Linked DNA regions of Drosophila melanogaster: regions 1 and 2 are each linked to region 3. Evidence: chromatin contacts called from public Hi-C data. All regions are on one chromosome and are shown on one strand. Each heading gives the region's core, a stretch centred on a gene start, on an enhancer-like site or on the middle of the called end of the contact. The rest is flanking DNA. Distances are from core to core; before and after follow the strand shown.

Region 1 (3,264 bases), core at 34-2,533, 380 kb after region 3:
CTAATTGATATAATAGTTAAAAGAACAAACTAACGAGAAAGAGGTTGTCGTCGTCGAACGCGGCGCGTTGGAGAAGTGCAAAACCTTTCCAATTTGAAAATAGTTTTCCTGCTATGTGTGCTCGTTCCCACAAGCGCGGCAATACCAACTCATACCAACCCACGGCTCCAACACCACCAGATGCAGCAACAACTGCATCAACAGCAACATCGGCTCAGAACAAGCACAAGCAGCGAAAGCCTGCACTTCGCCAAGCGGTGATTGGGAAAAGGGGCTGCAGCTGGAGTTGGAGTTGCAGCCAGAGTAGAAGCTGGAGCTGGAGCTGGAGAAGATGACAATGCAGCGATTAGAGCAATGCAGAACTTGAACTCTACGACGGCGGCAGCTGGAAAAATGTTTGCCCCGATCCCCGGGACACCGACTCAGTCACTCAGTCCGTCCCAATGCGCGGCATTTCCGTTCGGAAAAAAAAGAGGATGCTGTCGAGAAGGAAGGCCCTCGATCGATTCGATGCTGATGCATTCTGCAGGGGTGGGGGGAACGTAGTGATCATGTTTGTAGCATCTAAATAAAGTACCTGTAATGGTTTTCATTAAGTAATGCGTCGTCTTTGGCTTCTTGGTTTATGAACACGGCAAATATTTAATGTGAGATAAAAAATGTTCAATATTCAGATCATTGACCTAAACAACAGAAGAACTTAAGGATGTCAACAATATATAAACTTCACAAATACTGCTTTCTTTGACGTTGTAATATAAATAAAACGTTTTTATATTAAATTAAAAATCTTCCTTAAATTCATCTTCCATCTTAACATAGTTCGCTGCTGTTAACATCGATTAGGCTGCTATTCGCAGAGATTATGTTTTCCCTTTACAACACTGTATTTAAATTTAAATTATGAAATATCAGGCAATACTAAACAGTATGCTAAATATAAATATAAAACGAGATCACAGATATCTTCATAGGGGAACACTTTAAATTCAAAAAAATACGGGTCGTTTTAGAATAAACGCACCTTATTTGAAATTGGATCTTTCTTACTAACGATCAGTTAGTGGTGGAACGCCTTGCGCTTAACAGCACGCTGTTATTGAAACCCCACTTATTGGACTTTATTTACAAATTGAAATGTGATAAATAAATATACCAAAAACGATAATGATTTATGTTTTTAGGTATAATTTAACATCGAGGTCGAATAGAAATCATCGATGACCAAAATGGCCTAGGAAATATCGATATATCGCCGTAACCATGATGACTCCTGCAGCCCTGTTTCCGTCCCTTCTCTTCTTCGTTTCCGGTGAGTGCGTGTGCTCCGCGTTTTTTCGCTGAATTTGCCACTATATCGTATTTAATACTGTATTTGCAGGCAGACGATTTAAACGGCGAATCCACCATGGTGAAAGGAGTACGTACGCACAAGGGCAGTGAGGATTTTCCAATCCGTGGCTTCGAGCCATGTGAATTTGCGAATTTCCAGATGCCGGTTAGCTGCCACGATATCACAACTAATCCACCCATATTTGCAGACTCTGTACACTTACCCCGAGAACTTCCGGGCCTACAAGGCGCTCATCGCAGCCCAGTACTCCGGAGCCCAGGTGAAAGTGGCCGACAACTTCAAGTTCGGCGAGACCAACAAGTCGGCTGAGTTCCTCAAGAAGTTCCCCGGTGGCAAGGTGAGTCCGCTTTTTTTGTGGGTGTGGCTAGTGCCAGGTCATCAACACGATATGTGCCCGTAGGTGCCCGCCTTTGAGACCGCCGAAGGACAGTACTTGAGCGAGTCCAATGCCATCGCCTACCTGCTGGCCAACGAGCAGCTGCGCGGCGGAAAGTGCCCCTTCGTGCAGGCCCAGGTCCAGCAGTGGATCTCCTTCGCCGACAACGAGATTGTGCCTGCCTCCTGTGCCTGGGTCTTCCCCCTGCTGGGCATTCTGCCGCAGCAGAAGAACAGCACTGCCAAGCAAGAGGCCGAGGCTGTGCTGCAGCAGCTCAACCAGAAGCTGCAGGACGCCACCTTCCTGGCCGGCGAGAGGATCACATTGGCCGACATTGTGGTCTTCAGCAGTCTGCTCCACCTGTACGAGTACGTCCTGGAGCCCAGTGTGCGCAGTGCCTTCGGCAACGTGAACCGCTGGTTCGTCACCATCCTCAACCAGAAGCAGGTCCAGGCCGTCGTCAAGGACTACAAGCTGTGCGAGAAGGCCCTGGTCTTCGACCCCAAGAAGTACGCCGAGTTCCAGGCCAAGACCGGAGCCGCCAAGCCCCAGCAGCAGGCTCAGCAGCAGAAGCAGGAGAAGAAGCCCAAGGAAAAGAAGGAGGCGCCCAAGAAGGCTGCCGAGCCCGCCGAGGAGTTGGACGCCGCCGATGAGGCCCTGGCCGCCGAGCCCAAGTCCAAGGACCCCTTCGATGCGCTGCCCAAGGGCACCTTCAACTTCGATGACTTCAAGCGCGTGTACTCCAACGAGGACGAGGCCAAGTCCATTCCCTACTTCTTCGATAAGTTCGATGCCGAGAACTACTCGATCTGGTTTGGCGAGTACAAATACAACGAGGAGCTGTCCAAGGTGTTCATGTCGTGCAATCTCATCACCGGCATGTTCCAGCGTCTGGACAAGATGCGCAAGGCGGCCTTCGCCTCCGTTTGCCTGTTCGGCGAGGACGGCAACAGCACCATCTCCGGTATCTGGGTGTGGCGCGGACAGGATCTGGCCTTCACGCTCTCCCCCGACTGGCAGATCGACTACGAGGTCTACGACTGGAAGAAGCTCGACGCCAAGAGCGAGGAGACCAAGAAGCTGGTCACCCAGTACTTCTCCTGGTCCGGCACCGACAAGGACGGTCGCAAGTTCAACCAGGGCAAGATCTTCAAGTAATCATCTCTGCCTAGCCCAGCTCCGCTCAAAGCAGCAGCCGCCCTCATTTAGACCAACAACAACAACAGCAGCAGTAACAATAAAGTTTGAGATTTAAAATGCAGGAAGAGCACAATGCCCATTTCTTAAGTTCCAACTGATAAGTACACTAAAGATATCCAATATCTGTCGTGCTGCCTCCCACGTTTGGCGGAATCGTGTGTCTCGCCTCCTGCATTTTGTACTGGAGAATTTGTTTGTAACCGCCTAAGCATAACACAGCATGATATTGTCAACGGAACAGCCGCCTGCAGTCAGAAAATATTTATAAAAAATAAAAGGTTTTCTATTAATAACAGCACGGTTTTCTCTCACACGTGTGTGTATGTGTGTGTGT
Region 2 (3,024 bases), core at 306-2,805, 290 kb after region 3:
GGGAGGCGTGGAAACAAATTTGGAGCTGATAACCGATTCGAAGCGAGGCGTGGCCGGCTGAAGCGTCTGTACCCTGGCGGAGCCACTTGCATTGGCACTTCCCTTGTCCTTTTTGGACGGTTCGTTTAGTTTCTTGAGTAAATTGTTCAATTGGACTTCGGACTGTGAAAGTTCCACTCGAAGAGCCTGCAAATCGGTGGTGACAAACGCATTCGATTCGTTGTAGTGGTCATTAGCATCCAGTTGCTCGGCAATTGTGCCGCTGATCCGATTAAAGCCGTTTAAGAGCGCATCCATTTTTGATGCGCCCAAAGGATCGTAGAAATCTGCGAAGGAATTGAAAAACCATTTAAATTTAAAGACCTGCAAGGATGCAACCAAAGATGTCTCACCTCCTTCTGTGACTGCATCACAGTCGAACAGCACTCGCATGCCCCGAAGTGCCTTCTCCACCGCCTCCTTGCTCTGGTTGTTCTCGGCTTGCTTCACCTGGAAAAGATCGATGGCCTCCTTGAGACCGCACAGAGATGCCTCCAGGTCGAATTTCCTTTCGGTGGGTTGGGTAATGACCCGCTCCACGCCGAGTGCAGCGGTGGCCTCGAACTCATCCAGAAAGCCATCGTCCGCCAGTTGCTCCTCGGGCACTCCCATGTCTGCAGACAGATCGGCCATCAGGCGTCTGATCTTCTGGGTCTTGTCCCGCAACAGGGCCGTATTCTCCTCCAGATTGACCACATACGAAGAAGCGTACTCCTTCATCACGGCATTTTGGCGGGCCATGACCTTGGCGCTCACGTTTGGTGTTCCCGCCTCTAAGCCAAGTGACTTCTCGCGCTGCTTGATGAGCTCCTGGATCACGAAGCCCACGAACTCGAGCAGGAAGTTGATGAACCTCATGCCTCCGGGCATCACCACCAGATACGACTTGATGTTGGCCCAATGCAGCTGGTGCTTCTCGTTCAGATGCTTCAGATACTCCACCGTGCTGGAGCGAAAGTTCGCCTCCGACTTCTTGTCGGTGATGGGCCAGAAGAAGCGGCGTTTGAACTCCGCGGGATCCAGCAGACGGAAGAGGTAGTGCATCACATGCACGAAGGCCACCTGGTTGGGCTTGAGGAACATGTCCCAGGCAATCAGCTTACGCAGCTCGTCCGGCAGGGGGTGCACCAGGGCCAGTCCCTGCAGCTTCCTGTGGAGCTTCTCGCTCTGCTCCTTCTCTTCGGCCTTCCACGGTGCAATTATGGTCCGATCCATATTTTAGCACAGAAATTAAGTAAAATATGGCGGTTTAGTTTGAAGTTCTTTGTTTTTGTTGCTGCCCAGTGTTACCAAGTGGTTGAATTCAACTGAATGAAGACGTTCCCACTGCCTGTTTATATTGACGAAAAATGTTATATAAAAGGGATAAATCTATTTATTTTCCCTAGGAATAGTAACTGCGAATAGCATTTGTGTTTTTTAAATGTTTTTTATAATATTTCCCAGATATTTGTTTTTAAGTACAAATTTATTTCCCTAGTTACTCGATTGGTATAAATCCAATGACCTGCCACGGTCACACTAGATTCATAGTTCGGAAATTTGTCGGTTGCTGGAGTTTGTGGACGAATTTATATTTAATTTTTAAGCACTTGGTAATTAACTAATCGACGTTCATTTCGAAGTGACCCCCTGACAAACTAAATAGTTTTCGGATAAAGCTCGAGCCCAGTCACTGGCTGACCCCCAACGAGCCGAAAACCTTGGCATCCGGGTCCAACGTAGCACTTTCTTTTTGTCCGCGGCGGAGAAAAATCAATATACGCATGGGGTATAGAAATCGAATCTCGGCGCATATATAGTATAGATTACAGACAAATAATCTGGGGGACAAGCGAACGTCCGCCCACCGAAACGATAACCAAATCAGCATGAAAATATGTATGCGACACGGCCGCAAAACTTAGGAAGAAACCCAGTTTGGCCATGAATCATGCAATTGAATGGGCCCATTGTGTACTATATATGTACATATGCATTCTGATTTAGTGTCTGTTCTCCATTCGCAGATATCGGGAATCCGGCTGCCACAATGGGTTCCCTATTCCGCAGCGAGGAAATGGCGCTGTGCCAGCTGTTCCTGCAGAGCGAGGCGGCCTACGCCTGCGTCTCCGAGTTGGGAGAACTGGGATTGGTCCAGTTCCGAGATGTGAGTAGGATGGGTTACATAAAGCTGCGGTCGAGGCAGCCGCACTGACTAACCATAAACCACAATCATACCCCTTACCTCATTAGCGAATTCGGTATTCCATGAAACGTCCCCTTTAACGCGAATGCAAAGTAAATGCAAAGCTGGTGACACCAGCTACTAAGTGTATAGTATAACTACGTGTGTTACCTCATTTAAATAAAATTGAAAAATATAGTGGCATAAGTGCTATATCTTGATCGCACAAATGAAGTATCTTTGAGATCCCCCAATAACAAACCAATCTTTTGAAATCCGCAGCTCAATCCCGATGTCAACGCTTTCCAGAGGAAGTTCGTCAACGAGGTGCGCCGCTGCGATGAGATGGAGCGCAAGCTGCGTTACCTGGAGAAGGAGATCAAGAAGGACGGCATCCCCATGTTGGACACCGGGGAGAGTCCCGAGGCCCCGCAGCCCCGCGAGATGATCGACCTGGAGGTATACGCCGCCATACTCCCTGTTTTCTGCTAAACACTGTTGAACTTATATGGCTTTCTTGTCTGCTGCTCAGGCCACCTTTGAGAAGCTGGAGAACGAGCTGAGGGAGGTGAATCAGAACGCCGAGGCCCTGAAGCGCAACTTTCTGGAGCTGACCGAGCTGAAGCATATTTTGCGCAAAACCCAAGTGTTCTTCGATGAGGTAAGCTGCGGCATGAGTAACTCCATATGGGTATCAGCTAACAAACTGCGATCGGTTACCGATTTACCATTAACAAATGCCGGCCATTGAAGCGGCCGGTAACTAACCAAATTTTCTAAGCAATAACCAATTTCCCAACCGACAACACAAGTGTGGC
Region 3 (3,232 bases), core at 75-2,574:
GTTGTGATAAAATGAATACTAGGTTGAAATATTTGAAAGAGGGAAATATTTTTTTTGGCAGATTGATGATCTGAAGGGTGGTTTTCGTCACACCCTCCCCTAAAAATGGTACAATTACAATTACAATTAGAAGGGAATAGCAAAAATAAAAAATATTTCTCCAATAAGTGAATTCCCATTAAGCTAATAACCAATTTTGCCACCACATCGCCCCATCCCACCCACTGTGCGGTTTTTTGGCTTGGCACACATTTTGCATACGAAATATTCGCGGCAGAATTATCAAAGAAAAAAGAATGGAAGATTTGCGGGGGAAGGAAAAGCGGTAAAGATGATGACACCGCGAGCCATCAAACCACAGGGAAATGTACGCAAAAACATTAAATAATGAAACTACATACTAACTACTGTACATATGTACATATGTATGTACTTATGATTTCTGTGTGTGCATTTATGAGCTGGTTTAATGAACGCCACTTTTGTTTTGCTGCCCGGTTGTTTTGTGTCTTTGCCGCCGCGAGATGATGATTATGTAAATTGTAGAAAAGTAAAAGGGAAACTAAATACGAGCGCATGCAGTGTGGAATTGTGTTTTCCTTTTCTCCCATGTTTGTGGGCATGTAAGACAATCGAGCGTGCCGATATTAACGTATTTTCCTTAATGCGGTGATTAATTATGCTGAGGTGAAGTTGAATGGAAGTGCTCGAAAATAGTTATCAATTAGGCGTGCCACAATCACTTGCAGCTGTTGGAAAACTAAAACGAAAACAACAACAACGAAACAAACGAAACACACTGCGTTTTCCAACTGATAAAGGAGCACTCACACACATAGACACACACATGCACGCACTTTGCACACCCACACTAGGGCGCAGTCGCGTTCTGATTGGGACCTTTATTGATTTTTCCTGTAAAAGGAATCGGCAGGAGAACAGGAAACTACTAAAGAGTATCTCATGCTCCAAGTTGAGCTAAACACATTTGTATTCGCCAGCTGTATATGGTGCGCATTTATTGAGTAAACATTCTGCGTTTTATTGTCAGGCCCAAAAAGAACAATTCCAATTGGAAGAGTCAGCGACTATACTCCCACACACACACGAACCCAGAGATTCTCCGATTGGCGTACCTTGACTAAAAACACAATTTCTCGGCAGCTTCCTCGCCCACCAGATGACACATTTCCCGCTTTATCACTTGTTTGCCCACAGATATTGCCACTATTTGGATTCTTGGCTTGTTTCGCGACAAAACAAATACGCAGCGCGGCCGAAATTCCGAGTCCGCTTATCAACAAAAATTGCGACCAACCGCGGCGAGCAGTGTGACTGTTATATCGAGAATTCGAAAAACCAACAAGAAATAGCTGCTAGGGATGGGAGAATGTAGCGATATCTTGGGATCATATATATCGCTTGAATATTTACTTCGTTCGTAATATATTTATACTGCAATTTATTTTCTAACCTTAAAGATTTAGTGCTTATATTTTATTCATTATATATCTCGGTTAAGTAATACGTACACCGTTAATTTAAAAGAAAAAATTTAAAAAAAAATGGGATAGAGTTAATGGGGCCGAGTCAGACCAACGCTATGGACTGCATATTAAAACGGATTTGGTATTGTTTTGTTTGTTAAATTATTGAATACATTGAATGAATGTGCCTCCAAAACTGTAACTGCGAATTGGTTCGGGTCTTAGCTAGACCATAAATACCGGTGTGACCGTCACCGCTAAAATGAAAATTCCCTCAAAAATGCAATAGTAAATAATCCATCGCTTAGCAACTGGCCACACTGCAACGTATATAAGCCGACGAATCCCGAATTTTGTTGTTGTTCTTCAAACAGCTGAGCGGCGGACGGATATTTGTTGTTGCTGCGCCCGGGAAGCTGCGCAGCGGAGAACGCGAAAAATAATAAAACGCAAAAAATAGCGAAAATTAAACGCGTTGCAAGTGCAGCAGAAAACAACGGTAATAATTCGCGAAGCCAAGGGACAAGCAATTTAAATTGCGCACAGTGTAGAAATCCAATTGGAAGTTCGGCTGGGAGTCCCAAATTCGTATTGATTTTCTTGTTTGTGTGTGCGCGGGTCCGTGAAAAAGGCAACAAAAGCAAAGCCACCACTTCCAGACTTCCCAATCAGCCACTTCCTTTTCTTCCACCTAGCGGTAATCATTGCCAATTGGAACCGCGATCGTTGCCTTCCAGCGACAACAACAATGTAGCAAGTGTATTTTCTGCTTGTAGTTGTAGTTATTAAACAAGATAAAGTGCGAGAAAGAGAAGGAGATAGACAACAACAAAAGCGAAAGTTTTATTGAGTGCGTAGATGTGTACGAGTGTGTATGTGTGCTATTGCGAAAAATTGTTGATAAATATTGGCCGTTATAAATGCGAATTCAAATGCAGATATTTGCCGATGAAAAGGGTGTTTCCTCAAAAAACCGTTGATTAATTATAAATGCAAGGAGTGGCCGGCTAAGTTGGATTTTTTCGGCTTAACTTGCAGCGAAGCAGCAGCGACAAAATGTGGATACCTTCGAACAACAAATACGGAGTTGGTGAGTAAATAATAAGAGTAGGCGGTGTGCCACCCACTTTTCCAAGCTACCCACCACCCCCCGCTGGGCGTCACGTGCGCGGCCTTTGTTTTTATTGCTGCCTTTTGCGGCGATTCACGCGTTTTTCCGCGAAACGCCGGATACCATGCCAACCACCCCCGCACGTTACCGAGCGGGGAGGAAAAGCGACTTTTCTACTTATTTTTGTACACAAACTGTTTGTAGCATCATCATCCCCCAGTTCACCGCACCGCCCCCCCCCCCTTTCCATGCAGCGTGTAGTGTATCTCAAAGAGATTTCCCTGTTTGTTGTTGCTGCCGCTGCGCTGCGATTTGATGTGTTTATACACACAGTTTTCCGCGCGCTCAGTTTTCCCGCACAGCGCTCGGCTGTCGCGTTGCCAATTTCCCCCCAGCCCAGGTGTTGCCAATTTAAATGCTTTCGTAATTACGAACACCTAAAAAAATGTTTATTTCGCAGACAAAATATATATTTGTCCAAGTTCATATGGTTGATTTTGATTTGAAACGTTTCTCTGATTCTGATCTGAAAATAACTACATCTTAATTATATTTCCTAGTATGCTAATATAAAACCTACTCGGTAGATAGAATATAGAAATGGGAAAGAAAAACGCTTCAGTGCACATGGTAA

The links. A called contact is a pair of places that touch in the nucleus more often than the background predicts.
Region 1: a Hi-C map of the Kc167 cell line shows a contact between it and region 3, with 6 times the contacts expected there. The contact joins the promoter of eEF1gamma here to the promoter of Apc in region 3. A contact is called at or near these places in 8 of 107 Hi-C or Micro-C datasets (the Kc167 cell line, the ML-DmBG3-c2 cell line, the S2 cell line and 4 more).
Region 2: a Hi-C map of the Kc167 cell line shows a contact between it and region 3, with 4 times the contacts expected there. The contact joins the promoter of Vha100-1 here to the promoter of Apc in region 3. A contact is called at or near these places in 10 of 107 Hi-C or Micro-C datasets (the Kc167 cell line, the ML-DmBG3-c2 cell line, the S2 cell line and 5 more).

Annotation. Positions count from the first base shown.
Region 1 is chr3R:29,218,889-29,222,152 of dm6, forward strand. It overlaps eEF1gamma (eukaryotic translation elongation factor 1 gamma), which reads left to right and starts at 1,284. Exons shown (of 4, transcript NM_170401.3): 1 at 1,284-1,312; 2 at 1,382-1,420; 3 at 1,542-1,691; 4 at 1,755-3,221. The coding sequence starts at 1,409. The coding sequence ends at 2,888. lncRNA:CR31044 (long non-coding RNA::CR31044) reads left to right here. Exons shown (of 3, transcript NR_037770.1): 3 at 1-779.
Region 2 is chr3R:29,129,638-29,132,661 of dm6, forward strand. Vha100-1 (Vacuolar H[+] ATPase 100kD subunit 1) reads left to right here and starts at 1,556. Exons shown (of 11, transcript NM_170395.3): 1 at 1,556-1,634; 2 at 2,049-2,188; 3 at 2,489-2,665; 4 at 2,739-2,867. The coding sequence starts at 2,072. dgt6 (dim gamma-tubulin 6) reads right to left here and starts at 1,335. Exons shown (of 4, transcript NM_143414.4): 1 at 393-1,335; 2 at 1-326. The coding sequence starts at 1,254.
Region 3 is chr3R:28,843,424-28,846,655 of dm6, forward strand. It overlaps Apc (APC-like), which reads right to left and starts at 1,325. Exons shown (of 4, transcript NM_057804.3): 1 at 1,137-1,325. It overlaps spg (sponge), which reads left to right and starts at 1,877. Exons shown (of 13, transcript NM_170379.5): 1 at 1,877-1,986; 2 at 2,526-2,577. The coding sequence starts at 2,544.